Linked DNA regions of Sus scrofa: region 2 is linked to region 1. The links are chromatin contacts, called in public Hi-C maps. All regions are on one chromosome and are shown on one strand. The core of a region is the stretch at or near the end of the contact, and the rest is flanking DNA. Distances in the headings are between cores, read along the strand shown. Region 1 holds the start of FAM43A (protein FAM43A). Region 2 has its middle 88 kb from the start of FAM43A.

Region 1 (3,596 bases), core at 712-3,211:
GGAGCACATGCCATCTACTTCATTGCCCCTGCAAGATATTCCAGAAATGCAAGTAGAAGAGAAATTCACTTGGGTTTCAATGGCTTATTAGAGTCCTAACCAGCTCATTCCAACACCCTGCCTCCATTAACCCTCAGTGCAGCTCAGGAGCAAAGCATTATAGCTCTGGTCTAATGACACTTTGGGGCCAGTCAGCCATGAAAAGGCCAGTCCTTCCCTCAGGGACTAGGAGGGCCCCAAATGCATGAATAGGAGACTTTCTTGTTTGATCAGGAAATTTTCTTCTTTCATTGTCGCAATCATTAAACACCACCCTAACCTGCACATGGGCATGCATTTTTATGGTCTCTAATTTTGCTACTCTCTATATCTGGAAAGCCCTTCAATTCTTCCCTGCTTGACACAATCCTGTTCATCCTTTAAACATCACCATCTCCGTGGAACTTTCTCTGATTTTCCTAGTCACAAAGAACTTTTTTCTCCCCGTTTCTCAGAATACTTTGGGTCCTTCTCAGGGCATTTTGTTCACTCTGAATTCCTGTGCACATGCATGTTTCATTCATTCATTCAAAAATTAAGTGATGCCAGGCACTGGGGGCAACAAGGGGCTCTCATAGAACCTGCATTCCAGCAGGAGCCCAGAGCTGGGTGAAGTTTACATCCTTCATTGGACTGGGAGGTTGTTGGAGACAGGAATTGAGTCTGCTCTCAGCTCTGGGACTAGCACCAAAAGGTACTCAGGAAAGTTAGTTATATTGAAACTCAGCACCAATGACGCTGAGAAAATTGGGTTAGAGTTCAAAGAAAGGTTAAAAGGGTAGATGGCCAGAGAATTTCATCTACATTGAAGAGCTATGCTGGTTCTGAAACCAGGACCTGACTTGGAAGCCAAGACATCCAGATCTCCAGGGTATGGGGTCTGGGGAGCAGGAGGGTCCACTGCCCTCCTCTGGGATGAGCTTGGGAATTTGAGGCAGAGTCATCCAGACACTTATGACCCATTCCAGCTAGAAGTGGTCTTGCTTTGATTGAGCAGAACATAGAGGCAATCCGGTTGTTTTAAGGGCCCAGAAATGAGTTACTAGCCAAGGGTCAGGCCGGTCAGATGATTAAAGCGACATTGTCCAGATGGCACTAGAGAAAAGAATGATTAATGCTAATCATTCTTGGTGTAGGGCGGCCGGGCATTATTTGACACAAATTTAAAAAGTCCTTTGAATTTTTACTAGGAATTCTTATCCATAATGTGACAAGGATGTAATAAAACCGAATGACTGGCCTGACAAAGTAAAATGAATTCCAACCAGACCCAAGCATTACTTAGAAATGGTATACATCTCTATAACCCGCTCTACTCTGAGGCTGATGGAAGGAGCATTGCTGGGGGTTAGGAGTGGTAAGACCTTATTTGTCAGATCTATACTATAGTATTACTTCTAATCGTCAACTACCACTCATCTCACTGTTCACTGTCTGCTCTGTACCTGTGGAGAAAGGGTTCCTCCATAGTGAGAGATAAGTCTCAGTGGTTTCCTTGCCCCTCTTTATTTTAATAAAATACAATTCTGAAAAAAAAAAATTAAACGTCACCCAGTCATTCTCAGCAGTCACACGCGGAATCACTATTTCCCCTACCTTTGGGCATATCGAATTATAGCCTAAATCCCATCTTGCACCACCTTCCCCAGAAGTTTCGATGGAGACACACATTTACTCAGTGAGTTGCGATTCAGCCTAGGGGTGGAGTGTCAGAATTCAGGTTGCTTTTCCTGCGGGGTAACCCCAGGTCTTGGCGATTTTCGCAGATAAAAGAGACGCAGGTAAATTTGGGTTGTAATGGCCAGATTGGACCGGTCTCCCCTTTCCCTCGTCCAAGGGCTGCAACCAGGTCCCTTTAAGAGACCAGGAACCCGTGGGGCGTCGGAGTCCGAAACGGAGCCTCTTCGCTGCTCCTCCCCTGTCCCCGCGCGGCGAATGGTTTGTGCCGGCCTATATTTACCCGAGATCTTCCTCTCGGACGGCAAGGATGTGAGGCTGGCGAGGCGGCTACTGCTCGTGGCACCGGAGGGGGCGCGCTGCAAAGGCGGGCAGCCGAGCGAAGAGATCCCGGGAGCGGAGTTGGACACTCTCCGGAGGGAAGAAATGAGGTAGCGACCGTCCCCGGAGCGGGCTATGCGCGTGCCCTGCCCTCGGAGCCCCGCGCTGCCCCGGCCGAGCCAGCCCGGACAGTGAGCCGGCGGAGCCGGAGTCCCCGGCGTCCTGCCGGAGCGAAGATGCAGTGACCCACCGAAGGACTGCTGCGCGGGGCCCGCTGGGGCCAGCCGGACCCACCATCTGAGTGCACTTGGGGCAAGCAGCTGATTCTGGGACCCGCTCGGCCGAGGGGCTTTTTGCCTCCAGCACCCCTTGGGGTGGGGAGCACTGGCTCCTGGGCACACTCGCGGTTGTTTCCGCGGTTTCTGGCCCTAGCCCTGGGGGTTGAGTGTGTGAATGTGAGAGGGGGGCCCTTTTCACCTTCGCCGAGGAGTTCCTGCGTATTCTCGCACCATCCCGGCTGCTCTTGCTGGGGCTCTCTCATTTATTTGCACGCGCGTATCTCTCTCTCTCTCTTTTTTTTCCTAAAGACATTTTCCGCTCCACTCTCGTGCTGTCTTTCTCTCATTTGGCTTGCCTAAGACTCTTTGCCCTCGTCCTGCCCAGGCTGGGGTAAATCTGTGTTCGTCCCCCCTCCCCCCAACTCCCGCAGTTAAACCTTTTCTTCTTTTTAAAAATTCTTTCCCTACCTCTTTCGGCGGGGTTCCGGAGCGCTATACACGCCCCCGCCCCCACTCCCTCCGACCCGGCCACTCCCAGCAGAGTTTTATTTTTCGGTCTTGCCCGGGCCCAGCCCGGCCGGGGCGGGTGGCTCAGCCGGGCTTCCACCCGGCGCTCCGCCGCCACCGCCGCCAGCTGCGCGGGGGCGCCCTCCGGAGATGCTGCCGTGGAAGAAGCATAAGTTCGAGCTGCTGGCCGAGGCGCCGCCACGGCAGGCGTCCAAGCCCAAGGGCTACGCGGTGAGCCTGCACTACTCGGCGCTCAGCTCGCTGGCTCGGGCTTGCCCCGAAGGCGCGCTCAGCAGGGTGGGAAGCATGTTCCGCTCCAAGCGCAAGAAGCTGCATATCACCAGCGAGGACCCTACTTACACCGTGCTCTACCTGGGCAATGCCACCACCATCCAGGCGCGCGGCGACGGCTGCACTGACCTAGCGGTGGGCAAGATCTGGAGCAAGAGCGAGGCGGGCCGTCAGGGCACCAAGATGAAGCTGACTGTGAGTGCGCAGGGTATCCGCATGGTGCACGCCGAGGAGCGCGCGCTGCGCCGCCCAGGCCACCTCTACCTGCTGCATCGTGTTACCTACTGCGTGGCGGACGCGCGACTGCCCAAGGTCTTCGCCTGGGTGTACCGGCACGAGCTCAAGCACAAGGCAGTAATGCTACGCTGCCACGCGGTGCTGGTGTCCAAGCCCGAGAAGGCGCAGGCCATGGCCCTGCTGCTCTACCAGACGTCCGCCAACGCTCTGGCGGAATTTAAACGGCTCAAGCGGCGGGACGACGCG
Region 2 (3,596 bases), core at 585-3,084, 88 kb after region 1:
GCCAATTGGACATGCTCATTCTCTCAGTGACCAAGGTGACAGCCCTGGCAGCCACGTGCAGGGCTGTAGTGGGAGTGGAAGTGACTGGGCCACCACCGACCGGCTCAGGCTCCCTCTCAGTGCTCACTGTTTACCTGAGCGCTGCCCACCAGGCTCCTCTGGGAGCAGCAGGTCCCCCAGCCAGTGTCAAGCCCTTAGTTCATCCTCCCGCCTTTTCCACAGAGGCTCTGGGTCCCTCTGCATTTGCTTCCCTGTCTCCTGGAGGCTCCCACGAGCATGGACCCAGGCCTGTCAGGTGTCGCAGAGTTTGTGTCCATAGCCCCCTTCCTGCACAAGGCCACTGGTCGTTCTCCTTAGCCCCCCACGTGCCAGGAACTTGTCCTCTGGGGGCCCTGGTGTGTCTTGAGGGCTCATCGGGTGTGAGATGGGAGCGAGTCACTTTGCTTTCTGAGCCTCGGTCCCTCCCCTGTAAATAAGAATCATAATCTACCTGACAGAGGATCAAAGAGATGATGTTTATGGAAGTGCTTTGTAGACTTTGAAGCCTTCTTTCAGTAGGGAAATTGGCAAGACAGCAGGGGCTTGGGAATTAGACCTGGATCCAGATGAGGTCCCTCCACGTAAATATCGGAAGATTTGGGGCAAGTCAAGCACCTGTTCACAGCCTCAGTCTCTGACCTGTAACATGGGCTCATTCTGCTCTTTGTCCCCGCTCACCGACCTGAAACCTTCCTGCCGGAACGGTCATCTGTGAAATCTCCAGAGAACCAAGGCTTGGCTTCAACTTTCTCAAGAGCAATTATTCAGATGTTGTGGGGGCAGGGGTTCCCTGTGGCTGGAACCCAGCCTCCCCCACCTTGTTTTTATTTTTACGCCCCCGAAGTCCAAAACCAGCTGTCTGAATCACTCCCGAACAGAGCCAAAACAATTTTCATGCGTCACAGGAGGCCACAGGCTCCAGCCACGCCTCAGGATGATGTACTAAAAATATCTTCCCAGCACTATTTTTAAGGCCCTGCAGGCTGCTAACCACAGGTGGAGAGAGAACTCCTCACTGCCTGCATGCAAACTCCAAGTTTATGGCCAGGTGGGGCCTTGGGTCAGTTAAGGAGCTGGACTTAAACCCCCACATCCTCCTCTCTGACCACAGGGATAGCTGACGGTGCAAGGCCACCCTGCAAGTACAGCCTTGCCTTCTCCGGGGACACTGCCAGGCAGACAGGGCCACCATTATGTCAGCTGTGTCAACCTTTCCACACTGGACAGTCTCTGAACCCCTGACACAGAGGCTTCTGCCAAGCCAGGGCAGTGGACGTTCATCCCTCATGTTCAAATGATCATTTATAATTTTGAAAGCATATTCATATCTATTCCTTCCCTGATCCTCATGGCACTCCTGCTAATTGGATATTACTATCCCCATTTCTCAGATTAGGAAAATAAAGGATTATTTGTGCTCTTGCAACATCCCTGTTAGGGTATAGAATGCAAAACAAATTCTTGGGTGTATCTGAAGGTGGGATGACCGTGGCCAGCACAGGATAGGCTCAGCGTTCCCTTCTCAGACGGCTACACAGCGCCACACCCACCTCCCCTAGAATAAGACTTCTCACTATCCTTTCACTCATTCATTCATTCATTTGAATACCCATTCCCTGAATACCCATGCCAGGCCAGGCCCACCCTGTGCTAGGCTCAGAGGTAAATGTCACCCCTGTCTCGGGGAGGTGACAGCGACAGGACACAATTCCTAAGTACATGTTGGGCACAGGGTGGTGGCAGACGTCATGAAAAGCTTCAGGAGTGAGGTCATCCCTATGGGTGTCTGAAGGCTGAGTGGCAAATAGAAGAGCCAGATGGGGGAGGAGCAGCCTGGGTCAGGCGGGAGGCACTGGGAGTGTGTGGAAGGGAAATGCAGGTCAGATCCGGTGTGGCCAGGAGGCAATGACCGTGAGGCTGGTCCATCAGCAGGGTCAGGGTGGAGGCACAGGGCTGTCTGGAGGGCGGCGGGAGTCACTGGAGGTTCTCAGCAGAGAACAGCATGATTGCATGGGGGTTTTGGAGGCGTCCTTGTGCTGGCTGTGTGGAGGACTGGAGGGGAGCAAGGCTGGGGAGAAGGAGGCCAGATGGAGGTTGTTAAAATAGTTCAGGTGAGACAGAATCAGGGCCTGGACAGAGATAGGTGGAGTCAGAGAGGATGAAAAAGCAGAATCTGATCCTAGAGGTACTTAAAAGTAATTAAAAGGTAGGCTGAAAATTAGTCACAGGGCTTAGTGACCCATTGGATGTGTGAAGACAGGAGGAATGAGTCTGAGGTCTGCCCAGGGTCAACTCTGGGTGACTGGGAGCAGGCCGGTGCCTTTCGGGGAGCAGGGGACACAGAGGAGGAGTAGGTGGAGGGGAAGGGCAGGCTTGGTTTGAGTCTGCTGTGGTAAGGAGCCACTGGGACATCCAAGCGGCCACATGAAGCAGGATGTCAGATATATAATTGGGAGCTCAGAGGAGAAATTAGGCATGGATGTATCAGTTTGGAAGGGGGTGGGGAGTTGATAAAATCTGTAGAGCAGTGGGTCTCATTCTCACTCTCACTGAAACCAACGGGAGAGCTTAAATGAGAAGAAAAGGAAAGATACTGGTATCTGGGGCCTGCTTCCAGAATTCAATTACTGATTCAGTTACTGCAGATATGGGCCTTGGCATCGGTATGTGTGTATACACACACACACACACACACACACATATATGTATACACGTACCAATGCAAGTATATAACTGTATTTATTATAGATATATATGTATACATATGCATATTTCAGAAAACATTTTTAAAATAAAAGATTTATTCGCAAATCATTTAATTCATTCATTTATAGGGTACATTCAATATTTATGAATATATGTAACTATCATCATTATCTATTTTAAAATATATTCATCATCCTGAAAAGAAACCCTGTACCTATTAGTAGTCGCTTCCCATTTCCCTGCAAAACTCCCAGTTCCAGGTCACCACTAATCTACTCTCTGTGTCTATAATTTTGCCTACTCTGGACATTTCACATAAAGTGAATCGTGTAGCACGTGGCTTTTTGTAATTGGCTTCTGCACTTAGCATAATGTTTTAAGGTACATATCATTACTTATTTATTTTTATTTATTATTTAATTTTTTTACTTTTTATTTATTTTATTATTGTATGGCTATGCCACATTTTCTTTATGCATTCATCTGTTGATGGACATTTTGAATATTTCCAGCTTTTGGCTGATATGAATATCACTACAGCCACTCATGTACAAGTTTTTTTTGGCATATATTTTCACTGCTCTTGACTATCTATATTCCAGGGGTGGAATTGCTAGGTCATAGGGTAAATTCTGTGTTTAACATTTTGAGGCAGACTGTTTTCCAGAGTGGCTGCATCAGTTTTTAATCCTATCAGCAATGCACGAGGGTTCCAACTTCTCCACATCCTCACCAGCACTTGTTGGTGTCTTTAAAAAATTTTTTTAAATATAGTTGATTTACAATGTTGTATTAGTTTCAGGTGTATAGCAAAGTGATTCATATATATATTTGTATACATATATATTAGA

What was found. Hi-C and Micro-C count contacts between places; a contact is called where the count stands out from the background.
Region 2: a Hi-C map of skeletal muscle shows a contact between it and region 1, with 7 times the contacts expected there. The contact joins the enhancer-like site here to the promoter of FAM43A in region 1. A contact is called at or near these places in 4 of 47 Hi-C or Micro-C datasets (embryonic fibroblasts, psoas muscle and skeletal muscle) and 1 of 2 datasets of contacts at active chromatin or transcription factors (skeletal muscle).

What each region holds. Positions count from the first base shown.
Region 1 is chr13:131,660,513-131,664,108 of Sscrofa11.1, forward strand. FAM43A (protein FAM43A) reads left to right here and starts at 1,962. Exons shown (of 1, transcript XM_003132600.4): 1 at 1,962-3,596. The coding sequence starts at 2,973.
Region 2 is chr13:131,749,112-131,752,707 of Sscrofa11.1, forward strand. No RefSeq gene overlaps it. Among named protein-coding and RNA genes, the nearest start is that of FAM43A, 88 kb to the left of the region's middle. Within about 2 kb of position 1,835, at least 9 of the 83 cell types and tissues checked have an H3K27ac peak or open chromatin away from gene starts, as enhancers often do. A contact at or near this core is called in skeletal muscle, where this site is marked.